Linked DNA regions of Mus musculus: all the other regions are linked to region 1. A link is a contact called in public HiChIP or PLAC-seq and promoter capture Hi-C data. All regions are on one chromosome and are shown on one strand. The core of a region is the stretch at or near the end of the contact, and the rest is flanking DNA. Distances in the headings are between cores, read along the strand shown. Region 1 holds the start of Ufsp1 (UFM1-specific peptidase 1). Region 2 holds the start of Pom121 (nuclear pore membrane protein 121). Region 3 holds the start of Styxl1 (serine/threonine/tyrosine interacting-like 1). Region 4 holds the start of Tmem120a (transmembrane protein 120A). Region 5 holds the start of Pdgfa (platelet derived growth factor, alpha). Region 6 has its middle 16 kb from the start of Hspb1. Region 7 holds the start of Nsun5 (NOL1/NOP2/Sun domain family, member 5).

Region 1 (3,577 bases), core at 762-3,261:
GGGTTCGGTGGGGAAGAGACTGCAGCATGCTGTCCGTCCTCATCCGCTCCTCCCAGGGCCCGGAGTTTGTGCGCAAGCATATCTTCAATAAGCATGCCGAGAAGATCGAGGAGGTGAAGAAGGAGGTGGCGTTCTTCAATAACTTTCTCACAGACGCCAAGCGCCCAGCTTTGCCTGAGATCAAGCCAGCTCAGCCACCTGGCCCTGCCCAGAGTAAGATACGATCTGTGGTGGCTGCCATACCTTTGACTTCTTTCTTCTACTTTGAGAAGTGTGCTCCACTAACCTTCAGGCCCTATTCCTAGAATTCTTGTCAGTCCCTTTCCTCCCCCGCAGTAATTCATGTTCCTGTCCGTGTTGTACTCCCCCCAGGCCTGACCCCAGGACTTCCCTACCCACATCAGACGCCACAGGGCTTGATGCCATATGGTCAGCCCCGGCCTCCCATCTTGGGCTATGGAGGTGAGTGTGGAAAGGCAGTGCAGGGGTTTGGTGTCTGTAGGCGGCTACAAAGCTTAGGCTGAGGTTGAGGTCAGTTTTTAGTTCACCCTGGGTCTTTGTCATAGCTGGTGCTGTCCGCCCTGCAGTCCCAACAGGAGGGCCTCCATACCCCCATGCTCCATATGGTGCCGGCCGTGGGAACTATGATGCTTTTCGAGGCCAAGGCGGTTATCCTGGGAAACCTCGGAACAGGTGAGCACGAACGATGCCCAGGCTGCCTTTCCCCGTCTCTGACTATAGGGACATCTGTTCACATTTCCTTTATCTCACAGGATGGTTCGAGGAGACCCAAGGGCCATAGTGGAGTATCGGGACCTGGATGCCCCGGATGATGTTGACTTCTTTTGAGCCATCCATGTCCCCTCCTGCATTGCTACATCAGTACCCGTGACCACTTTATCCCATCAGCTGAAAAGTTTTTTGTACGTTATTTTACCCGCTAGTAAAAACACTTTGGTAGTGTGTGTTAACTGTGTGCTGTATGTCCCTTCCCAAACACAGGCTGGGCCATAGTAAGCTGAATTACGCCAATTTATTATTTTTCAGAACAGTATCTCTAATTCCAGCTTGGCCTTGCTGTGTAGACCAAGTTGGCTTTGAACTCAGATTCACCTGCCCGTATCATTGTGCCAGGCCCAAACTTGATCGCGGTGGGGGCCTGTGCGAAGTAAATAGGTGGCTGTGTTTAGTCTCAGTTCTGGGATCTACCCAACGGTGCAGGTAGGGCGTGGTGATTCAGAGATTTCTGGTGAAGCACAAGTTGTAGAAGGAATTGGAATCAAAGACGCTTTTTACCTTTTGCCAGCCCACCCATCCAGCAGCTTGTAGTTCACAACGGTTTTTTGGAGTGCCCCAGTAGTGTGGGTCCAGTATCAAGACATAGACTTCTGAACCTGGCCCCTCACAGATCCCCAGCAGGGCCTTGGACTGGGCATCTGCATCTCCTCCTACCATTACTGGGCCCCCACCCGTTGTAAAGTGTGAATAAAGCCGCTCCTCTTCTCCCCTAAGCCCTACTCCGCGGGGCAAGTGGCATAGGCGCCCTTGAGGTCCTCCGAAGTGTTCTAGGCAGAGACTGGCCTCTACACAGCCGATCCAGTTACGGGAGCCCCGGAATCCGGGGGGCTTGTCGCCCATGGCCTCTAGGGCTCCCTGCAAGGCTGGCAGTCCAGGCACGCCCGAGGACTGGCCCCCTGGCCAGGAGCACAGCGTCTGCAGGGTGCGGTAGCCGCATCCCCAGCCACGGTCATCCAGTCCATCGCAACCATAGTGATAGTAAAGGTAGTGGCCTGAGAGGAGGGCCAGTCGGGCGGGATCATGGCAGGGCACAGGCAGGCCCAGGTGCACGTCCTTCAGCAGCTCCAGGGTGCTCGGTAGAGCAGCTGTCATCGAGGCAGGGCCAATTCCGGGTTCCTGGTGTTTTCTGGGACTAGCTACGGGCAGTGTGGGCACGTAGAACCGGAGAACTCTCAGCAAGCAGGCTAGCGGCAGGAGAGATGATTCCACAGGCAGACGAATTAAGGAGCCTTCTAAAAGGCGCCGGCAAACCAGCCTGGCTGCGCAGTCGCAGGCTCCGCCCCTAGGGGCGGGCCCAGCGCTTGCTTCCGCCGGATGCTGCGGGCAGGGTGCCTCAGTGCTCACCAATCCCGAGGCTTCTGTTCCCAGCGTCTCTGACCTCATCCCCGCCCCAACTTCCCGCGTGTTGCACAGACTCTGGTGGCTGTAACAGTTTATTGGCGGCCCAGAGGGGCGAAGGCACCGCGGGGAGGGGAGCTTAGCCCAAGACATGCAGAAGATGGGGAGCCCCTAGTGGGAGGAAGTCGGGGAGGAGTGGACAGGGCCTGGGGGCTCGGTCGTATTATATCCCAGCCCTTAAATAAATAGTGTATATACAGCTAGGGGCTCGGGCAGGGCGGCAGGACCTGGGGTCCCCCAAGGGGTCACAGGTCTGAGCAGCGCTCCTGCTTGCTATAGTGGTCGAACTGGTTCTTCCAGTGCACCATGTAGGAGCTCCAGCGGTGGAACTCGGCCTTCCACTGGCGCTCCGCCTCGTCCAGAGTATCTGCGGCCAGGGCACCCCGCAAGAGTGGGAGAAACGGAACAGGTCGGGTAGTGGAGACCGGTCGTGAGTGCGCCGGCACACACGCATTGTCGGAGGCCGAGCGGGGTGGTGGAAAGAGAACAGTGGATGATCCGGAGAATGAAGGGAGAGGTGGAACAGGAAGGAGAGGAAGAGATAAAAATCACCGGAAGACGGAGGGGAGGGACAGGATCAGAGTGGGAGAAGGGTTCATGGGTTAGTGGGGAAAAGAGAGAAGATACAGAAATAGTTGGCGATTATAAGGCCCTTTGGCTGACGCCAACTAGCCCCGGATCCTTCTCCCCTCAACACCAGGCTCAAGCTCCAAAGGATAATTTTTTACATTAAAAAAAAAAAAATCCTGTTTTTTGAATTTTTGTTTAACAAAGATCCCTGAGTCTGTCCATTTTGTCTCGGCTTGAGAATGGAGTGGGGTTCTGTATCCCTGAGAGGGGCCCCTTCTCAGCTACACACTAGAGTAAGTGTGCTTTGAGACCAGAAGGGGAAAGGATTGCAGTTAGAGCCACGGAAGCCCGGAGTGGAGGAGGAAAAGGAAGAAGAGGAGGGACAGGGCTAAGTCCGGCCCGGGCCTCGGGGCCGCCTCCCCATGGGCGGGGCTTGGGCAGGTGCAAGGAGCCTCCGTGGCTGGGGAGGTGGAGAAGAGAGGGATTACACCCTGTGTTTTGCACCCCATCTCTCTCCCCTCCTTCCAACCCTTGCCGCCTTGTGCATTCCCTGCTCCCCCCACTCCATGCGCCTACCGGTGGCGCTGAGCAATTTGGGGAGAAAGCGATTCCAGAAGGCGCAGGTCTGGGCGCGCAGTCCCCGCCGCACCTCTAAGGGCTTCAGGTTCAGGCTCACATATTGCTGCGCGGCAGTGGTGTACGGTGGCCACTGTGGAGATTTGGAGTCTCGAGGGTCATTGGGGTCCCTGAGGAAGGAAAGGGAAATCTCAGCCTGCCCAGAGGAATAAGGAATGAAGACGTGGATCCTTTT
Region 2 (3,373 bases), core at 750-3,249, 1.9 Mb after region 1:
TAACAATTTTCTTAAAAAAAAAAAAAAAAAGATTTATTTACTTATGTGAGCACATTGTTGCTGTCTCCAGACACACCAGAAGAGGTCATCAGATCCCATTGCATATGGTTGTGAGCTACTACCATGTGGATGCTGGGAACTGAACTCAGGACCTCTAGAAAAGCAGTCAGTGCTCTTAACCTCTGAGCCATCTCTCTAGCCCTAACTACGATTTTCAAAGGACAAGTACAAGCGTCGGGTAGCCTGGTCGTGTGTCCTTTAGGCAGTGCTTCAGTGAGACCATAAGGCCAGTGGTTCTCAACTTGTGGGTACTGACCCCTCCACCCCAAGACCATCGAGAAAACATCATCTACACTACAAATCATAACGGTAGCAAAATTACACTTAGGAGGTAGCTTTATAGTTTGGGGGTTGGGGGATGTCACCACAACATAAAGAACTGAATAAAACGGTTAAAGCATTAGGAAGGTTGAGAACCACTGCATAAAACCAAGGTGGACAGATAAGGCTGTGTGTGTTTGTGCTTTAATGGATAAGCCTGGGACTGCCCTCTAGTGGCCGATACACAACAAACCCCTACTGGATTACACCTCAGAAACTAAGAATGGCACTGAGCAGGACCACCCTGTTTCTTAACTATCACCAGTGCCCACTGTACTCACTGTCATTTACCAGTTCAGCTAGTTTTATTAACAATATGCATCGTCTCTAAACTCTAATCCCTGCCTCTCCCCGCTTCTCCCTCATCCATCTAGCCTTCCCTCCCCAAGTCTAGTCTTATCTTACTCTTGATTGTGGAGGAATAGCTCTCAGTCTATCATCCTCAAAAAAAGAAGAAACAAACAAAAGGAGGAACGGAGGGAAGGATGGAAAGGGGGGAAATATGGACTGGGAAGATGGTTCCATTGGTACAGGGCTTGCTGAGCAAGCTTGCTTGAGCACAGTAGGAGCCCCTGTAATCCCAAGCACTGAGGTAGGCACAAAAAGATTTTGGGTCTTTTTGGCCAGCCAGCCTAGCCAGGTTGGTGAGCTCTGGGTTTAGTGAGAGACCCTGTGTCAAAGAATAATGTGCAGTGTAATTGAGAAAGACTTGCTGGGCGGTGGTGGTGCACGCCTTTAATCCCAGCACTTGGGAGGCAGAGGCAGGTGGATTTCTGAGTTCCAGGCCAGCCTGGTCTACAGAGTGAGTTCCAGGACAGCCAGGTCTATACAGAGAAACCCTGTCTCGAGAAACAACAACAAAGAAAAGAAAAAAAGGAGATTGAAAGACACTTGCCGTTGACCCTCAACCTCCACGCAAGTGTAAGATGTGATGGTGTGAATGTAATCCCAGCATACATTCAAGCAAAACACACATTTTAAAAAATTATTTTGAGACAGGGTCTCACTGTGTTGCTCCAGCAGGCCTGGAACTGACCTCGCTGCGATAAACAGTGAGCCTCCACACAGGGCCTGATTGGCCTTTTCCAATACAGGGTCTGACTGATCGGGTTTTATTTTGTTTTAGACGGGGAGGGTCTCACTAAGTAGCCCAGGTTGACTTAGAACTCGGGATCCTCCTGCCTTCACCTCCCAAATGCCGGGATTACAGGCGCGTGCCACCCATCTCCGTTCTGTGCCTTGATTTCTAACATCACTCCTCTGCAGTCCAGGAGCGTCAGGGAAACCTCCAGCGTCAAAAACCGGGCTGTACTTTTCTTCTTTTCTTTCTTTCTTTTTTTTTTTTTTTAAGTTTTGCTGTTTTGAGACAGGCTTTATGTCTCCATGTCGCGCTGGAACTGTCTTTGTGAACCAGGCTGGACTCAAACTCACGGAACTCCTCTTGCCTCCGCCTCCCGCGTTCTGAGAGGCAAGGCGTGCACCGATCCGCCTACCTAAGCTGTAATTTTTCAAACTAGGGCTCTCGCGCCGTGCTCCGCACGCGGCGGCGGTTTCCCCTTTCCACCCGGCGCGCCGCGTCGACGACAGTGACGTCGGCGGCGGCGCGCGGCGCGGTGTACCCTGGGATATTTAAGTCCGCTCCGCGGCGCGGAGCCGCGATGTCTCCGGCGGCTGCGGCGGCTGACGGAGGCGAGCGGCGGCGGCCCCCGTTGGGCGGACGGGAAGGCCGGAGCCGGGCCCGCGGCTACGGAGGACCGGCGGGTGCTGCGGCCCTCGGCCTAGCGCTGCTCGGCCTCGCGCTCTACCTGGTGCCCGCGGCGGCCGCGCTGGCCTGGCTGGCCGTGGGGGCGAGCGCGGCCTGGTGGGGCCTGAGCCGAGAACCCCGCGGCCCGAGGGCCCTGTCGTCCTTCGTGCGCGACGCGCGCCGTCACCCGCGGCCAGCTCTCACCGCTTCACCGCCTCCGGCCAAGTCACCAGTCAACGGTAGCCTCTGCGAACCCCGCAGCCCGCTGGGAGGCCCCGACCCGGCTGAGCTCTTACTCATGGGCAGCTACCTGGGCAAGCCCGGCCCGCCCGAGCCTGCCCTCCGGCAGGACCCAAGGGAGAGGCCGGGGCGCCGCCCACCCGCACGCTCCCCGCCTCCGGCCTCGGCGGTCCAGCGAGTCCACCACGTCTACCCCGCGCTCCCCACCCCGCTTTTGCGACCCTCCCGGAGGCCGCCCCACCGGTAAGCCCCGGCGATCTTCCCAGGGTGGGGTCTCTGCGGCCGCGGATTTGACGTAGGGCTCAACCTGTAAATCGGATTTAACTCACCTCCCCTTTTTCTTTTCTTTGCCTTTTCCCTTTCTTTTTATCTCTACGCCCTTCCCTCCCTTTTCCCATTACTCTCTTTTCTCTTTATTTTTTTTCTTTTTCTTTTTTTTTTTTTTTAAGAGAGGGTATTTGATGGCATAGGCTGTCTAATCTCAACCCCGTTCTTTGGCTGAGCCTGTCCTTGAACTCATCCTCCTGCCTCGTCTTCTGAGCGAGTTCACTGATAGGATTACAGGTTTGCACCAGGTTGTATGCTGTGCTGGGATAGAACCCACAGCTTCAGTCATAGCAGGCAAGCTTGCCCTCTACCTATTCCCCAGCCTTTGGGTTTTTGTTCCCCCCCCCCCCCCCCCCGGAGACAGGATCTCATGTATCTGAGCTGTCCCTTGAACTCATGAGGGTGACTTTGGATTGCTGACCCTCCTGCCTTCACCTACTAAATGCTGGGATTACCGGTGTGCTCCACTACACTCAACCCGGATTCTGGATAAAAGCATTTTTTTCTTTTTAAATTGCATATTCACAGGGAGATGAGAGGATAGCTTGCTGGAGTCCTTTTTCTCTTTCCACGTGAATTTGAGGTTGATCTTGGGTCTCCAGCTTGGCAGCAAGCTCCTTCACAAGACGTTTCACTGGCCTTGATAAGTCTGCTTAGTTGAGGTGGTGAATACCTGTTAAT
Region 3 (3,152 bases), core at 227-2,726, 1.5 Mb after region 1:
AGAGGCCCTGGCCCAGGAGAAGATTGACTATAAATAGCTTAGCTGTAACTGTCCTAGGCCAAGTCTACCCAAAGCAAGGATGATCCTCCAAGAATAATTCAAAAGAGATCCAGTGGAGGAGATGGTTCAGTGGGTAAGTGCATAAGGACCTGAGTTCAAAGCCCGGTTCCCCTGCCTGGCAGGTTCATCAAAGGCCTTCTCACTCTCATAAATAAATAAATAAATAAATAAATAAAGTCTACAACAGGGGTTCTTAAGCTTCCTAATGCTGCAACCCTTTAATACAGTTCCTCATGTTGAGGTGAACCCTTCAACCATAAAATTACTTTTAAAAATAAAATTGCTACTTCGTAACTGAAATTCTGTTACGGTTATGAGTCGTAATGTAAACATTTGCTACGGGACCCCTGTGAAAGGGTCATTCGATCCCAAGGTTGAGAACCGCTCGCTGGTCTAGTGTGTGATGGCCAAGACACCGATGTCCTTCTCTGGCCTCTGTACAATCATGTGCACATGACACCACACACACTCTGAAAAACGATGCTTGATGCACATCTTTAATGCCGGTACTGAGGCAGAGACTGGACTCCGTGAGTTCGAGGCCAGCCTGGTCCACATAAACGGACATAAAGCAAGCAATCCCTGGGCGGGAAGGCCACTGACTGTGCTAATTTCAATCGAATCTCCCAAACTACTGTGACCCTGATCCGTTCTCCACCCTCGGAGCCCCCGGCACTACGAAGTTAACGTCCGCGTTATTTCTCTCCTGGTGCCTCACATCCATGGAGGCTTCAAGGAGAAAATCAGTTAAGTCGAAGCAATGCAAAGTTGCATATAATGCAACTCGCATCCGGACCGCGAGCCTCGGCTTCTGCACCTACGTGGAGCGCAGACTATGGAGGAAACCTGGACTGACTCTGTCCCCCTTCCATGTTGGTCGGGATGTGAGCCGGGCGGCCCAGACGTCCAGAGTGAGCCTTGGATGGTTAAGAAACGCCGAGCTCCGGGGACGCGTGTGCCGCCCCCGGAGTTCCTTCCTAGGCAGGCAGCCCCTTGTACCTGGGCCGAAGTGCTGAAGCTGCGGCGGAGAGCGGCGCCGGCAGGACGGGCGAGAGCGGACAGCATGGCTAGGGCGGGCGGGACACGGAGCTACTGGCAGGAGCTACAAGAAGACGAGTGACTCCAACGACCTCCACTCTGCGCAGTGGCCGCCCGGTCCAGAGCCACCTGATCTCGCGAGAGAAGCGCAAGAAGCTTGAGCCAAATCTCGCGAGACAGGCTCGGCCGTGTGGTTCCTTGTCTAGCACGCCCTAGACCCGGCGAGCGAGGCCTGACGTCACGATTCTCTCCGGCTCCAAAGAAGTCATCTCTGGGCTCCGGCCACTTCCGAGATCTCGCGAGAGAGGCCCGGCTTCACTTTATCAGGCCGTTCCTTCCCCCGCCTCCTACCCCGCCCCTTGCCCCGCCCCTCCCCACCGTTAGCTTTGCCCACTTCCGGGACCTAGCGCTAGGACAGACGGTCACCAGGATTAGGCGGAATCTTGGGACCGCCCCTAGCAACCCGGTACTAGAAGGACTCTTGGAGCGCTCGCCCGGAGGACAGGCTCTAGGTTAGAAGTACCCGTTATCCCAGGTGGGGCTCCGGTCGGACGTCCTGCCGGGGAGCCTGACAGAAGTCGCGCAGCAGGTCAGGCGGCCCCGGAGCTCCTGACCTCAGCCAGGCCCAACTTTCCTGCCCCCTGGAAGAGGCCGGCTGGGGTCCCGGGGCGTCCCGGGGCGGGGTGGGCAGCATCTCCCCACCTGTTTCCTCCAGAGCCGCCCTTCCGACAAGTTACACAGAGCCTTGTTGAGGTTCCAGGCTTCTCACACAACCCGCTCGGAGGAGCGAGTACTCGCGTTGTCATGGCACCAGGCGATGTGCAGGACCGCGATCCTAGGTCTGGGACGGAGGAAGAAACGTTTGGTGACCGTGCCTCAGGCTTTGGGCTTGTCTCTACCCCTCAAACTCTCCAGCAGTGCAGGGAGCACGGTTCTGCAACTCTTCTTCTTGCTTTTCCTGCTCCCCCCTTCTTTTCCTTCCTTTCTTACTAAAATCCGCACAACACACGATTAAAAAAATAATAACTATTCTAAAGTTCAGGATCAGAGCTGGAGGGATGACTCTGGTTAAGAGCACTTGCTGCTCTTGCAGAGCTTCGATCCTGAGACGCTAGCAGGTGGCCCACAACCCCCTGAAACTCTAGCTTCAGGCATAGCCATTGCCGCAGGCATTCGTGTGCAGGTACCCACGGAGACACAGAAATAAACATTTAAAATGATAAAAATGTAAAAGTAAGGACCCATACACATACAGACGTGCACATATATGCACCTACATACATTCGAACGCATGCTACACACATAAAAAATATTCCGGAGGCTGCAGCAGAAGGATTGATGTGAGTTTGAGGCCAACATGAAACTCTGTTAAAAAAAAAACCAAAAAACAAAATAACAACCATGCAAACAAAAAGTTGGGGAGGGGGTTAGAGAAGGAACTGGAAGGGAGGGAACTGGTTGGATTTGTTCAAAAACACTTGGCATGAATGTGAAGTTCTCCAGCAATAAAGTATAAGTTCAGTGTCCTAGCTGTCCTTGAGCAGGCCTGTATTCCCAGGGACCTGGAGGCTGAAGCAGGATGGTAGCAAGTTCAGTGACTCAGTCTGGTTGGGGACAGTGACAGAGAAAGCAAGGCTGCTGGTGGTAACAAACGAGAACCAAAGAGCATAGCCACACACGAGAGCTGGCGATGGCTGGCCGACTCTCTTCCCTGGCCTCTACCTCTTTGCTGGATGGATAAAGTGTACTACCAGCCCCGTCTGGAATCGGATATGCCTCCCCCGGTTCTTGCCTGGCCTTTGGGGAGCAGAATCTAGTGGGCATCTGAGCAACATTTGGAGAAGTGATATGCGAACCTGGGGAAATGGGCTTGGAACGGAGGTCATGTTAAAAGAACCTTCCAGAGGATGAGCCACTTAAACAGACCTGCCAGAAGACTGGGTGGGTCTTAGTGGGAGCCCTGGAGGAGGGAAGTGCCTCTTGTCTGAGCTGGTAATGGTTCAGTGGGCAGAGAAGCGGGCTGCCAAGCCTGAGTGCAATCTCCAGGGCCCATG
Region 4 (3,274 bases), core at 703-3,202, 1.6 Mb after region 1:
GAGGTGGGGAGGGGTGCTCAGCGATGCTTATGTTGCCAGTCCTGCTATGCTTTGTGTTGTGACTAGCTGTCACCGTGTCTATCCCAGGGTGCAGGTCCTCCCACCCAGCCTTAGGGATGCTCCAAACTTCAGAGGCCCTAAAACGGGGGTCTTTGCCACATTCCCAGAGCCAGAGCTCTGCCCACCCACCGCCTCTGAGTCCCTGTGTACAGACTCTGTCCCCAGCTCACTGTGAAGGAGATGCTCTGGCACTCCCACCACACACTCCCAGGTTTAGTTTTTCTTTTCTTTTCCTTTTCTCTTGAGACAGAGTCTTGTAGCTGAGGATGACCTTGAACTTCTGAATCTCCTGTCTCTTTCTTCCAATTGCTAGGAATACAGGCCTGTACAACCACACCAAGCTTGTGGTACTAGGAAGCAAACCCAAGCCTTCCTGCAAGTAGGCATTCGCCAACTAAGCCACATCCCCAAACCCCCCAAATTCCACAAAATCTTCCATGTTTTTGTTACACCATATTTAAAATTATGCACTGTGCCTTGCTTGCATGCACTTCTTTTTTTGCCTGCATATATGTCTATGCACCACATATGTGGGCCTGGTACCAGTGAAGGCCAGAGATGGGTATTGGATCGCCAGGGACTGGAGTGACAGATGGTTGTGAACTACTATGTAGACCTAGGCATTGAAGCCAGGTCCTCTGTAAGAGCAGCCAGTGCTCGTAAGCCGAGCTTCTCTCCAGCTTTATTCTAGATGTCTAGGCGTGCCATGGTACCTGTGTGGACGTCAGAGAACACGTTGCTGAAACCGATTCTCTATTTTCACAACGTGGGTCCTGGGATCAAACTGAAGTCACCAGACTTGGCCACAGGCACTCTTACCTGCTGCGCCCCCTCATGGGCCACAAGTCCCAAAAGCTCTTCCTCAGACTCAGAACAAGTCCGGGTGGAGGCGCTTACAAGGGGACTGATGAAGAATGTAGGGTGTGATGTGGGTGGTAGGTAGAGTGAGTGCGTGTCCTTGGCGAGGGTGACCAGGAACTTCTGATTCTTCCGTCTGCACCTTCCAAATGTTTGCATCACTGGCATGCGCCTCTGCATCTGATCCCCCCCGGCCCACCCCCCACCCCACCCCCATCCCCCCGCCAGGGTTTCTATGTGTAGCCTTGGCTGTCCTGGAACTCACTCTGTAGACCAGGCTGGCCTCGAACTCAGAGATCCACCTGCCTATGCCTTCCAAGTACTGGGATTAAAGGCGTGCGCTGCCTTTAACTACTGCCCCGCACTGCATCTGATGTTTTGTGTGGTGCTTGGGTGAATTGCCCTCTGAGCTTCCAGCATGCTGGGCAAGTTCTGTACCGAGTCTGTAACTTGAACCGCACTGGTAAGGCTTCGGAAGTGACACGGTAGGAAGTTTAGGAGAGGCAGCCTAAAAGTTAAGGACGGAGGAGAGCTTGGAGGACTCAGGGCCAGGAAAGGAGTATCTGTAAAAGCTGAGAGACGAAGGCTGTCCCTAGAGAGGCGCAGCTTCTCAAGGACAAAAGTGTATGAAGAGTATGAGGTGGCTCACGCTTCTAATCTCTGCACGCGGCGAGTCAGAGGCAGGGGTATTTCTTGGTTCCAGACCAGGCTGAGCTACATAGTGAGACACTATCTAAAAATTTCAAAGTGTTAGAAGCACGTGTCTCCTTGGTTTGTGAGTGGTCCGAGGAAGCAGACTTCTCGGGTAAAAATGCTGGCCGCCCAGCTCTGGTCTCAATTCGAGGAGACGCCCTGCGGGCCCATGTCCCCGCCCAGCTCTCGTCCCTGGCTCTGATTGGCTGCTCCTAGGGGCGGGGCTCACGCGCAGATTACGCCGGGCCTTTTCCCGTTGGCAGTCACGGCGGCGCGAGCCCGGAAGCGGACGGGGGCGGTGGCGGAGGCTTCTCCGGCCGGCCGGGGTTGCAGCTCCGTCCTCCCCACTCGCGGCTCTCCGCGGCCAGTGGCGTGGACAAAGACATGCAGTCCCCGCCCCCGGACCCGCTGGGCGACTGCCTGCGCAACTGGGAGGATCTGCAGCAGGACTTCCAAGGTATCCAGGTGAGCGTCCCTGCGGCCATCCAAGCCCCGAGCCACGTCTCTGTCTCGGGGACAAGGGTCAGGCAGTACTAGGTCACACATAAGGCAGCTCGGAGGGGTCAGGGGTCGAGACTCTCCCCTACTTTTCTTCTTAAATGTCTGATGGGAGCCCGGATTGCCCGCGCGTCCCCGGCGTGCCTGGGCGGGATCCCTCTGTGCCGGGATATCTCGACTTTGTGCAAAGGCCTTGAAAACTGATCAGGACTCTTCTGTTGCCCCTCCCCCTGCACTGCTACCCGATCTGGGACCCAGTCCCCTTCCTAAAGAGCAGTCACCCGAGGCAGAACCCAACGGGGCCCAGCCTTTTGGGTCAATTACCCTGCAAACTTGCAGCCGGACAACGCCTTCCCCGCCCTTGGCTAACTCTGCTGAACGCCGCAGGGAAGCAAGTTTAGGTAAAATTCGGGCCTGGTTGGGGAAATCTCAGCCATCTGAGACGGAGGGACAGCGCCCACCTAGGGACAAGAAGAGGCCCAGTACATGTGGCTCTTTCTTGTAGGGAGAGGTGGGCGGGGCAGACTGTACCAGGACCTCCTGGATTGGTAGAGCGACCACTGGAAAACCTCCCATCCCAGGATGGTGTTGTTTGTGGCCACTCTGTCTCCATACCAGAGAGAAGGAAACCAATGCTTCCTGGAAGGCTGTCACTGGGCAGAGGTGGCACATGCTAGAGTTTGAGGAGGATGCGGCAGCTTATTTTGGCATGAGAAACAGACCTAAATAGTGGAGCCTGGCCAATAGGAGACTAGGTTAGACCTTTGCCTCTATTGGACTGTTGCCTAGCCTCATGTGTCCAGGTTTCCCCAGAACGCTGGCACTAGAACTCTCCCTAGAGACCTACACAGCTCCATGTCTCCCAGTTTTGCCATCACCACGATGACCTCAGCCCCTGCCTTGATTTCCCCACACTGCCCCTTGCCCTTCGTTTAGGCTGCAACTTGCAAGGCTCACCCACCAGGGCAAAGTACTTGGGGAAGCTTTGGACCAAAGGTGCTTGCAGGAGGGGAGTGGATGGGAGGGACTGGCCTTAGGGCGGGAAGCCTGACGACCTTTAACCTGAGATGAAACGTCAGGAATGCCAGGGTAGAAGGCAGCATGGCTATCCCTGATTTCCATTCTTTCAGGCTGGGTAGGTAGGAGGATCTGAGAAAGGAAGGGG
Region 5 (3,510 bases), core at 725-3,224, 1.7 Mb before region 1:
TAGGTGAGCCGCCCGTGTTGGGCCCTTCCAGCTCAGCCTTTGAAATGCAGGAACCCGGGAAGCTGGGGATGAAAGGCTCCTGCCCGGCTGCGCCTTTGTCTGGGGACAAAGAAGATTGGTGGGGGATTGGACCCGGGCTGGGTGCACGGGTTAATTCACATGAAAGGGAGTGAACTGGACAGGCTGTATCCAGTTGCATCCCTACCCTTGGAGCCCTCCATAGTCTCCAGAGCCCTAGGAGGCTAACTTTGGGATTTGAAAGGTCCACAATCCTCTAACCCGAGTTAAGGAGCTGACAGGACTGGCCTTGCCGTCGGGTCACATCCCACCAGGAATCCATCTCTCTCAATGGGAGAACCGTCCAGCCCTGATCAGACTTCTGTCCGCATGTGCCTTCCCCGCCACCCGTCTGTACTGTGCCTTGGCCGGAGGTGGCGCTCTGCGCTGCCTTGGATCCCAAGGTAGAACCCAGGAGTTCCTCACCAGCCGCTTCTTTTCTATCTTTCCTTCTATCCCTCCAGCTCCCCATTCAGGGTTCGGCTAGGCCTTCGGCCAGGGGCTAAGGATCTGGAGGGTGCAGGGTGTCAAGGTGGCGATGAGGCAGGAGGCAGCCTCCTCCCCGACCCTAGCCTCGCTTCCACCTCCACACAAGAGTGCAAGTTCCTCAATCAGGTGTCCCAGGCTTTGGCTCTGGGGCGCGGGCGCGTGGCAGCCGTCAGGTGAGTGCCCTAGACGCGCCCCTAAACCCGCCCCGCCTCTCCGCAAAGACTCACTCCCCCTCCTTTTATGGAGAGGGGAAGGCTGGAGCACTGGATCCTTACAGTGGGAAGCGGCCCGAGCGCCGGGCGGGGGCCAAGCCGACTCTCATGCCCTTTTTGGCGCAGCAGCTCTGGGCGCTGCCCTTTACTGCCGCTGGGGCCCGAGAGAGAGGCGAGCCAGAGACGGCCGTGCTTCTGCAGCGGCCTCCTCCCCTCCCCGCCCGGTGCCGCAGGATTGCAGCTGGCACTGAAGGGTGGGCAAGCTCGAGGGAGGGGCGCTCCGGGAGCCCGGGCGCCTGTGGGCTCCGAGCCGCGGGCGCCGAGCTTGGATGGATGTAGCTGCCTGCGTGAGCGCGTGTGTGGCCACTGCAGTGGCGGTGGCGGCCGGGCCCGATCTGGCCCGCGAGACCCCTGAGCGCTTCCGAGGTGCGGGTCCCGGGCCCGGAATCCGGGGGAGGCGGGGGGCGGGGGAGGGGGAGGGGCGCGGTGGCGGCGCTATAACCCCCTCCCTGTCGCCGGCCGGCTCCACACGCGCGTCCTGCGGAGCCCGCTCAACTCCTGGAGCCCGGCCTGCCTGCGCCTTCTTCTCCACCTCCTCCTCTGGTCTTCCCGCGGCTGCTGCTGCGGCGGCAGCGGCGCCAGCTCGGCCCTCCGCCCGCCCTCCGGCCCGCGCGGGCGGCGTAGCGAGGCCCCGGGCGGGTAGGCTGCTGCCAGGCGGCGCGGCCGCGGGAGCTGCCCGGCCCCGGCGGGCGGAGGGCGGAGCGCCGCGCCGTAGCCGAGGGCGCGCCGCGGAGGGGCGCACGCAGGCCGCCGGGCCGCGCCGTGCTGGGCCGCGCCGTGCCCGGCCCGGGGCGGCAGCGGCGAGAGGAAGGCCCGGGGACAGGCTCTCCGGACTGCCCGGAGCCCTCAGGGAGAGGCGAGGCGGTAGCTGGTACCGGGCCGAGAGTCCAGACAGGTGATCGGTGGTGCGGCGGGAGCTGCAGCCACGCTCCGCGGTCCCCTCCCGGGGCTGACGGCAGCAAATATGCGGATTTACCGGCCGGGTCGCTCCTAAAGCCAGCGACGGGGAGCGAGCGCGGCGGCGGCCAGCACGGGGAACGCACCAAGGAAGAAGCCCAGCCCCCGCCCTCCGCCCCTTCCGTCCCCACCCCCTACCCGGCGGCCCAGGAGGCTCCCGGAGCGACTCTGTTCCTCCTCCTCCTCCTCGCTGGCTTTGCACTCGCTGCTCGCGCCGAGCGCGCTCCGCAGGCTCCCTGCTCTCCGCGCCACCCTCCTCCGGGCCGCGCTCCCTGAGGGATGGTACTGAATTTCGCCGCCACAGGAGCCCGGCTGGAGCGCCCGCCCCGCGGCCTCGCCTCCCTGCCGAGCTTCCAGCGCCTCGGGACGCGATGAGGACCTGGGCTTGCCTGCTGCTCCTCGGCTGCGGATACCTCGCCCATGCCCTGGCCGAGGTGGGTGCCACCCCCGCGCCTCTGTCCCCTCTCGGCTCCCTCGGCGCACGCCCCTCTCGGCTACCTGTTTCAAGCTCTGCAAAGAGCATTTTGGTTTTGTCAGGGTGGTGTAATTTTTTTTTTAATCCCAACTGGGTTCTATTTTCTGCCATGCCCAAGTGTGTCTGGTGAGTTTCCAGCGCGTTGCGTCGCTCCGCCTTGGAGGGGGACGGGGGAGCCGCGAGGTGAACCCGTGGGTAGAAACTTCGGGGGGCTGTGGGTGCCTTTCCAGAAGGGGCAGCCCAAACGCAGCGGACAATGCAGTAACGGGGTGCGGGAAGCGGGAAAGGGGGTGTGTGTAAACTGACCGTGCTCTGGGAGGGGACTAGGGCGGGCAGTAAGCAGGTAGAGGAGGGTGCGGCCGTAGCCTGGGACTGGGAAGGGTGGGCAGCGCCCAGCCGCAGTCCCCAGTTCTCGGTCCCCAAACCCAGTCCGACGCAGGGCTGGAGCAGTCTCCGCCCGCCCAGGCCTGCTTACAGGTGGCTGAACGAGGCAGCTGGGGCCGGGCCAGGCGCCCGCGCCCTCCCACCGCCACCCTCCCCCCCACCCCCATTCCCCGGGAGCTTTGCCGTGATGAATGACTTTCCACAGCCCCTGTCGTGGGAACTTCGTGGTTGAGTCCTCCAGCGACCCTGACTCCCTTTTAAAAACCGGGACGGAGAGTGGGGGAGGCTGAACGGTGGGGGTGGTCTGGGCAGGGACCGGAGAGGCGCGAGGTGGATATTTAACCCCTTGCGTTCCCTGCAGCCTCTCTAAGCCCCGATGGATTTGGGCGTCCTAGTCGGCGCTAGGGCCGTGACTGGGCCTGAGCCGGGTGGGGCGACCCGGCGCGCGTGCTTGTAGGGGGTGGGGTGGGGGGAGAGGGAAGACCCTCTCCCCTGCGGGCTCAGCTCAGGATTCCCGGAGTGAAATTGAACCCTTCGGCTAGATTAAAGTGTTGAGGCTGCTGTGACTCCAGTCGTGGATGCGTGACGCATTTCGACCCTCTCTGTTTCTACATGTGGATTTAGCTATTAAACCAGAAACTCTTCGGGCCCCTGGCTGCCCCCAGACACCCTGGGGAGGCCAGAGCGCGGGTGATTTTTGTCTGAACATGTCAAGGCATTGTTGGGGTATTTTTATCAAGGTCAGACAGATAGGAACAGTGTGGAGGATTTAGGGGGTCCCATCTAGCCCCAGCCGATCCTCTGGCTCTAGGGCCTAACGAGGGTCCGGCCGGGCTGTGTGGCCCCTGGGGCTGGGCTGGAACCCTTGGGCGCGTC
Region 6 (3,571 bases), core at 638-3,137, 1.4 Mb after region 1:
TTGCTGGGGGATCCCCCTCCCCCAAGCTGTGCCTTGGTTGTTAGTGCTTTAGTTAGTGTGGGAACTTTGGATTCCACAGGAGCAATAGTGCTTTCCAAAAGTACTTTCCCCATATCAGTTAGAAGGGGTTTTGCCAGCCAGCCAGGCAGTGGTGGCAAAGATTGCCTTTAATCCCAGCACTCTTAAATTTGAGGCCAGCCTGGGTCTACAGGATGAGTTCCAGAACAGCCAGGGCTACACACAGAAACCCTGCCTCAAAAAGGGTGGGTGTGGGAGAGAGAGAGAGAGAGAGAGAGAGAGAGAGAGAGAGAGAGAGTGTGTGTGTGTGTGTGTGTGTGTGTAAGGAGTGTTCCCTAGAGTTGAAGATTCTTCTTGCAAAAGAACTGCTGGGAATACTGCTGTCCCTCCACAGTGCTGACTTCTCAGTCTGCGTGAAGTAAGGGAGGGGGGCAGAAGGGTGGAAACCTGGCCCCTCGGTCAGGAAACGAGAGTTGGGCAACTATCGGCTGGGTAAGCCCAGCCTGTTCTGAGTCAGTCTTTGAATTTTAATCATTCTAACTGTTGTCCAGAGCCCCACCATGATATACCCTATTGTGGGGGCAGAAGCTAGAGGTGCCATATCATTGGTATATGTGGTGCATTGACTTAAAAAACAAAACAAAAAACGCAAGGTTTTATTTCTAGTCTGGAAGTCAGAATGCCTTTCCCTTCCAAGTGCTGGGAATAAGGGCATTGGACAGAGACTAAGCCGTGGTCACGGACTGGATCCCCCTCTTAGACGTTTCAAGACAAAATGAAGCTGGGTAAGGATAACAGGCCCTGGGAGGGAGCTCAATCAAATTGGTAAAGTGTTTGCTTATCATACATGAAATCGAGCCAGGTGTGGTGGTGCACACCTTTAGTTTCAACATTTGGGAAGCAGAAGCAGGTAGATCTGTGAGTTCAAGGCCAGCCTGGTCTACAGAGCGAGTTCCAGGACAGGGCTACACAGAGAAACCCTGTCACAAAACAAACAAACAAAAAAAAACAACAAAAACAACCCACAAACTCCATGCACATCAAGACCACCAGGGTGCATGTGGGGGCACACCTGCTGAAGTGGGGTACACCTGATATTCCTAGCACTCTCAGAGGCTGGAGGCTGAGTTCTAGATTGAGAGCTGGAGCCGAGGCTAGGTTGGGAAGAGTGTGCCGTGCTTTTACCAGGACCCAGCACCCTGGCAAGCCAGGCGACCTGTGCTCCAAAGGACCGTCAACAACTGATGCTTGCTGCCTTCCAGCCTACCTGAGGAAATTCACATCCCAGGTTCAGGAAAAGAGCCTGGCTCCGGAAGAGGCAGTAAGCAGTAGAGGATACCCCAACACCCTCTTCAGGCCTCTGCATATGCCTGTGTACACAACACACCCACACAAAATCTTTTTTAAAGTTGCAAGGTAATGTTCAAGACTAGCTTGGATTGCATGAAACCAGTCTCAGAAAGAAAGGAAAGCAAAGTTAAAAGCGGGGGAGGATGCTGAGAAGATGAGGTGCAAAACGAAGACACATTTCTGGGGTTCAAGGCCTACTTCCATACATTTCAGACTAGCTTGGGCTGCATATGACCGGGTCTCAAAGTTTTGTCAGGCCCTGTGAGTATAGAACTCCAAAGACGGCTAGGAGCAATGTTGTGAGTTTGAAGCCAGAGTCATACAGTTAGACCTTGTCTAAAAGAAACAAAAAAGGAAAGAAAGAAAAAAGGCCAAGGAAGGTAGAGCGTTAATACAAGATCCTGGAGTTGGGGTAACTGGGATTGGGATTCAGGAATCTTCCCTTCTGGGATCTATTTTCCCCAAACCCTCAATGACTCCAGCACCGACGTCCTCTGCCTCCCCCTGGTGGGTACTGCCGGTTCTGCAGCTGTCCCCGTTAGTGCGGGTATTTGCTTCCAGCCTTGAGCCCAGACCCTGATGACAGTAGCGACCTCGAGGCCAGCCCATCTGAGATCTCCATTCCCGAGTTTCTGCATGTTCCCCTTCCCAAACACCTGGGCTTGAAACGAAGGATTGTGCTGCCTGCGTGTGCCCATAAGAGCCAGGCATCTAAGAGTGACCACTCTCCTACCTCTGGCCATTGCGGACTGCCCAGGTACCCGGCTGTAAGCTAGGCAGGGCTGCGGCTCAGCCCCGCCCCACCCAGCACGGAGATTGCCTTCTAGCCCGAGCGTGGCAAGAGCCAATCACAAGCCAGCATCTCGCCTCCGTGCCAATGGCCGGCCTGTTGCTGGGTCTCGCATCCCTCCTTTGGAATTCGCCTGCCGAGCCCGCCGCAGTGCTAATGCGGAGCTTATCATGGCTTCCGGGTCCTCTTCACTCCGCTTTGTCTCCTCCTTTGTAGTCCTTACCGAATAATCTGCTTTGGCCTTTTAGGGCGTAAAAACCTCCTTTAGAGGGTGGTGCATCAAGCTCCAGGTGGTCCTCGCCCTCAGGGTTGCTATAGAAACAGTGACCCACTCTCTGACCTCTAAGCTTGCTGCAGTCCCTAATCTCCATATTATCTTCCCGAACCGATCCCAAGAAATCTATCTACATTTCTCCTGTGTCCTTAACTGGGGAACCGGGGCTCAGCATCTTTGTGCTCCAGTCCACATACTCTGGGAGAGCCCAAAGGTGAATGACCAATATGCCAAGTTTCATCCCCTCACACGCTGGCCCTTTGGTAGTGGGCTATGATAGGCTATGATAGTCCGGGGGACCTAGAAGCCAGTTTCTTCTCTCTGTAGTATTCAAGGCCCCAGCCAGCTCTGGTCAGATATTTACGATTTCAAATTAATGGTGGCCAATTAGGAATCAGCTTGCAACAAGGTCAGAAGAAGAAAAGAGTGTCGGCTCCTCCCTTGTCATTTTCTAACCATGAATTAGGGAGATGAGGCTAGGTGTGGAGGTGCACGCCATTTATCCCAGCACTCAGAAGGCAGTGGCAGTCTTATGACAGTGAGTTCGAGGACAGCATGGTCTGCATACCAAATTCCAGGACAGCCAGATAGACAGCTACATAGTAGTAGTAGGAGGATTGGAGGAATTGTGTGTGTTTACATGTGTGAGTGAGTTCTCTCCTTCCACCATGTGGACCTCAGATATTAAATTCAGGTCTCTCAACAGACTTGGCACGGGCTCCTTTCTCCACGATGCCATCTCATTGGCTCAAAGATCAGTTTTCTGTCATTCAGCCATGCCTCATCTTGTATGAGGGAAGAAAAATCAGGGTTTGAATTCACATTTCACTGTGTCCTAAGTATGCAGGGCATACCATTTAGCCTACCTACCTCACAAAGAGTGTCGGTGGAGGGCTACACAGAGAAATCTCAAAAAATCAAACCAACCAAACACACACACACACACACACACACACACACACACAGAGAGAGAGAGAGAGAGAGAGAGAGAGAGAGAGAGAGAGAGAGAGAGCAAACTATAACTCATGGCTCAGGTTTGTAATTCCCGGATACAGGGGTGAGATTGGTATATGGAGGTGCTGAGACAGGAGGATGGCAAGTTTAAGTCAATGAACTCCTGTCTCAAAATAAATTGGGTA
Region 7 (3,148 bases), core at 159-2,658, 1.9 Mb after region 1:
ATGAACCTTGAGTCGGGCCAGCTCAGCCTTGAGCCTTGCCTGGTGCCGGCCCAGCAGAGCCTTCCATCGGCCTCCACCCCCTCGAAACCCCTTCCCCAGCAATAATTCATACACTAGCACCTGGACAGGAAAAAACACAAAACTATTAACACCATAAAACCCTCCAGTGGGAGAAGTAGGTACCTGTCCAGATGGTCATGTCAATAGAGTTCTCTTGCCCAAGATCACAAAAGAAATTAATGGCATGATGTTAGGGCAAATGTCCATAATGCCAGCAACATCAGATGCATAAGCAAGAAAACTACAAGCTAACTGGGTAATGGTGCCTTTAATCCCAGCACTCAAGAGGCAGAGACAAGCGGTTCTCTGTAAGTTCGAGGTCAGCCTGATCTACAGAGTGAGTTCCAGAACAGCCTGGGTGACACAGAGAAAGCCTGTCTCTAAAGACCGAAGAGGACGAAAGGGGGAGAAGGAAGAGGAGGCAACGGAGGCGGTGGCTCAGCAGTAGGGTAGGAAGCTTGCTTAGTATCCACCAGAGAAGAAATAGGGATTGCAGCTCAGCAATAAGCACCTGCCTAGAATCCCCCAGTGAGGGGCTGGGGGTACTGCTCAAAAATAGAGCATCTGTCTAGTGATGCTGTCCAATGAGGTGTTGTGGGTGTGACTCAGTGGGAGAACTCTTCTATGGCTTGTTGGAGACTCTGGGTTCAATCTCCCAGCATTACAAAAAGACAGGCATCCAGGCAGGCGGGTAAAGAGACGAGAGCAAATGCCATCTGCAAACCCCGTGTCCTGCCCCATGCCTGAAGCTCCCCCTCCCCACCCTACCCCACCCCCCAGGTCGCCAGCAGAGCTCTGGACCCCGACCGACCTTGCCATCATCACCCTGTCCGGTAGGTAGCCTCAGCCACTACTAGTTTGCACCTTCGTCCTACTTAGCCCTTCCTGCAATGCTCCAAGGGGAGTCACATCTGACCCAGCTCAACTGGGACCCCAGAAAGAAGTGTGAGAGCCACGCACGGGTAACAGCCTCTGGCCGCCGCTCACCTTGGCAAGGTGCGGTCTCAGCTTCTTCTCGGCGCGAAGGAGCCCAGCACTGGCGATGACAGCGTCCAGCACGGCCGAGTAGCGCTGCGTCTCGCACACCAGAGCGTACAACTGCTTCAGGTTCTGTGCGACACAGGGGACACCCGCTGCACCCCACGCGGGCCTCGCCTCGCCTCGCCCTCCCGCCCGGACAAGCCCCGCTCCCCAGCCCGGCTTGCCAGCCCCCGGCCTCACTACCTGGAAGTTGCTGGAATACACCAACCCCTTGAGGGAGCCCTGGCGGCTTTCCACGCCGGCCAGCACCGCCGCGGCGGCCGCGTACAGCCCCATGCTCTCCCCGCCTCAAGCGCTCTACGACACTGTCGCAAAACTCGGGCTGGCTTTACGGCCGCCGCAACAATTTGTACAACCGGATTTCCGGAGTCAAAGGGTTCGCTGCTTTCCGTTTTCAGCGTCCAAAAATTAATCTTAGGCTCTAAATCCGAGCGGGCTGGCTCACGCCTTTAATCCTAGCGCGCGGGAAACAGAGGCAGAAGGATCTTTGCGAGTTTAAGGTCAGCTAGGTCTAAGTAGTTACAGGACAGCCAGAGCTACATAATGAGGTCCTGTATGTAGAATGAAAAAAGTCTACTTTCTTTTTAGAATTCAGTGTAGCTATTTTGTAGTTTGTTGTTGTGGATTGGTTTTTTTTTTGTTTGTTTGTTTGTTTTTGTTGTTTTTTTGAGACAGGGTTTCTCTGTGTATCCCCTGGCTGTCTCTGTAGAGACCAGGCTGGCCTCGAACTCAGAAATCCGCCTGCCTCTGCCTCCCAAGTGCTTTTATTAAAGGCGTGCACAACCACGCCAGGCTATTTTGTAGTTTTTAATTTTTTTTTTAAGACTTTGGAACTCAGAAGGCTACGCAGACTCTCCTAGCAGTCCTGTGTCAGCCTCTCCCTGTGACCGGATGAAAGGTTCAGTAATAAAGCACGTGCCTTGATGCCTCCACTGAGAGGTTGGGATGTGGCTCAGTGGTAGAGCCCCTGCCTAGAATCCCCCAGGGAGGGGCTGGGGCGTGGCTCAGTGGTAGAGTCCCTGCCTAGAATCCCCCAGGGAGGGGCTGGGGGCGTGGCTCAGTGGTAGAGCACCTGCCTAGAATCCACTGGTGTGCTTGGAGTTGTTGAACACCCATCTAGTAAATGTGGCTCTCTGGGACCCTAGCGCTGGAAAAAGTAGATTGTTTAAAAAAAAAAAAAAAGTGGGTGTTTAATAGGGCCGACAGACATTGTCCCTCGGAGTAGAGCACTTGCCTAGCATGTGCAAAGCCCTGGGATCAATTCTCAACATTGATGAGGAGGACCAATGATGGGACTCAATCTATATAGAGGGCTTGCCTAACAGGCAGAAAGCCTTTGGTTCCAATCCTTCCACTGTATAAACCGGGCATGATGGTACGCTCCTGATGGCTCACTGGTTAAGAGCACTGTCTGCTTTTCCAAAGGTCCTGAGTTCAATTCCCAGGAACCACATGGTGGTTCACAACCATCTATAAGGGGATCTGATGCCCTCTTCTCACATCTTTTAAGAAAAGAAGGAAGGAAAGGAAGAAAGATTGATTTGAGGTCATCTTTGGCTAGCCAATTCACACCAGCCTGGACTACATGAGACAATCAAAATAATGGTAGTTGGGCCTAAGAAAGGTGGCTCAGACCTTAAGAGCACATACTGTTCCCAGACATGTTAGGCAATCAAAACCTTTTGTAATGCCACCTCCAAGGGATTCCATAGTTTCTGACTGTTGGCTTACAGACAATTCTGCTAGGCTCTGCTCAATAGCAACTTAGCAACAGCTTGCGTCATCGGCTGCCACTTATGCGGCTTGCCAGGTACAGCAGCAGTGTTGAAGAGGACTGCTAGTCACTACCCAAGTCTCCTCTCCTTTCACTCTCGCTGTCCCCACGTGTTCCTGGCCCGCCTGTCTCTTCTTCTTTCTGCCCCACCCCCTTCCCTCCCTCTACCCTTTTCCAAGTCCCCACTCTCTTTCCTTTCCCAACAAACTTTATACTAGGCCTATCGCGTGATTCCTCAAGGGGACGCCTTGGCAGCGCCTGCCAGGCACCTTC

Evidence for each region. Promoter capture Hi-C pulls out the DNA fragments that hold promoters and counts their contacts. HiChIP or PLAC-seq counts read pairs in DNA pulled down with a chosen protein or histone mark.
Region 2: a contact with region 1 is called in a promoter capture Hi-C map of liver, with 8 times the contacts expected there. The contact joins the promoter of Pom121 here to the promoter of Ufsp1 in region 1. A contact is called at or near these places in 4 of 39 promoter capture datasets (embryonic stem cells, liver and pre-B cells) and 1 of 115 datasets of contacts at active chromatin or transcription factors (microglia).
Region 3: a contact with region 1 is called in a promoter capture Hi-C map of pre-B cells, with 2.8 times the contacts expected there. The contact joins the promoter of Styxl1 here to the promoter of Ufsp1 in region 1. A contact is called at or near these places in 2 of 39 promoter capture datasets (liver and pre-B cells), 1 of 115 datasets of contacts at active chromatin or transcription factors (pancreatic cancer cells) and 1 of 9 other capture datasets (liver).
Region 4: a promoter capture Hi-C map of pre-B cells shows a contact between it and region 1, with 2.8 times the contacts expected there. The contact joins the promoter of Tmem120a here to the promoter of Ufsp1 in region 1. A contact is called at or near these places in 2 of 39 promoter capture datasets (liver and pre-B cells).
Region 5: a contact with region 1 is called in a FOXA1 HiChIP or PLAC-seq map of pancreatic cancer cells. The contact joins the promoter of Pdgfa here to the promoter of Ufsp1 in region 1. A contact is called at or near these places in 1 of 39 promoter capture datasets (liver) and 1 of 115 datasets of contacts at active chromatin or transcription factors (pancreatic cancer cells).
Region 6: a contact with region 1 is called in a promoter capture Hi-C map of hippocampal neurons, with 2.5 times the contacts expected there. The contact joins the enhancer-like site here to the promoter of Ufsp1 in region 1. A contact is called at or near these places in 5 of 39 promoter capture datasets (hippocampal neurons, liver, neutrophils and 1 more) and 2 of 115 datasets of contacts at active chromatin or transcription factors (embryonic stem cells and pancreatic cancer cells).
Region 7: an H3K4me3 HiChIP or PLAC-seq map of embryonic forebrain shows a contact between it and region 1, with 4 times the contacts expected there. The contact joins the promoter of Nsun5 here to the promoter of Ufsp1 in region 1. A contact is called at or near these places in 4 of 39 promoter capture datasets (the 3T3-L1 cell line, embryonic stem cells and liver), 2 of 115 datasets of contacts at active chromatin or transcription factors (astrocytes and embryonic forebrain) and 1 of 9 other capture datasets (liver).

What each region holds. Positions count from the first base shown.
Region 1 is chr5:137,293,103-137,296,679 of GRCm38.p6, reverse strand. Ufsp1 (UFM1-specific peptidase 1) reads right to left here and starts at 2,011. Exons shown (of 1, transcript NM_027356.2): 1 at 1,016-2,011. The coding sequence starts at 1,890. The coding sequence ends at 1,237. It overlaps Ache (acetylcholinesterase), which reads right to left. Exons shown (of 5, transcript NM_009599.4): 4 at 3,343-3,512; 5 at 2,214-2,563. The coding sequence ends at 2,442. It overlaps Srrt (serrate RNA effector molecule homolog (Arabidopsis)), which reads left to right. Exons shown (of 20, transcript NM_031405.2): 17 at 57-213; 18 at 361-462; 19 at 567-693; 20 at 774-976. The coding sequence ends at 849. It overlaps Mir8116 (microRNA 8116), which reads right to left and starts at 2,900; the gene lies at 2,804-2,900. It also overlaps Mir7036.
Region 2 is chr5:135,393,172-135,396,544 of GRCm38.p6, reverse strand. It overlaps Pom121 (nuclear pore membrane protein 121), which reads left to right and starts at 1,999. Exons shown (of 13, transcript NM_148932.2): 1 at 1,999-2,608. The coding sequence starts at 2,040.
Region 3 is chr5:135,776,709-135,779,860 of GRCm38.p6, reverse strand. Styxl1 (serine/threonine/tyrosine interacting-like 1) reads left to right here and starts at 1,476. Exons shown (of 9, transcript NM_029659.4): 1 at 1,476-1,610. Mdh2 (malate dehydrogenase 2, NAD (mitochondrial)) reads right to left here and starts at 1,212. Exons shown (of 9, transcript NM_008617.2): 1 at 1,060-1,212. The coding sequence starts at 1,125. It overlaps Gm30205 (a long non-coding RNA gene), which reads right to left. Exons shown (of 5, transcript XR_003955810.1): 5 at 1,877-1,939.
Region 4 is chr5:135,742,850-135,746,123 of GRCm38.p6, reverse strand. Tmem120a (transmembrane protein 120A) reads left to right here and starts at 1,952. Exons shown (of 12, transcript NM_172541.2): 1 at 1,952-2,076. The coding sequence starts at 1,996.
Region 5 is chr5:138,993,408-138,996,917 of GRCm38.p6, reverse strand. Pdgfa (platelet derived growth factor, alpha) reads left to right here and starts at 1,974. Exons shown (of 6, transcript NM_008808.4): 1 at 1,974-2,209. The coding sequence starts at 2,147.
Region 6 is chr5:135,902,392-135,905,962 of GRCm38.p6, reverse strand. No RefSeq gene overlaps it. Among named protein-coding and RNA genes, the nearest start is that of Hspb1, 16 kb to the right of the region's middle. Within about 2 kb of position 1,887, at least 250 of the 459 cell types and tissues checked have an H3K27ac peak or open chromatin away from gene starts, as enhancers often do. A contact at or near this core is called in embryonic stem cells, hippocampal neurons, liver and 1 more, where this site is marked.
Region 7 is chr5:135,368,213-135,371,360 of GRCm38.p6, reverse strand. It overlaps Nsun5 (NOL1/NOP2/Sun domain family, member 5), which reads right to left and starts at 1,408. Exons shown (of 10, transcript NM_145414.2): 1 at 1,285-1,408; 2 at 1,048-1,170; 3 at 1-120. The coding sequence starts at 1,377.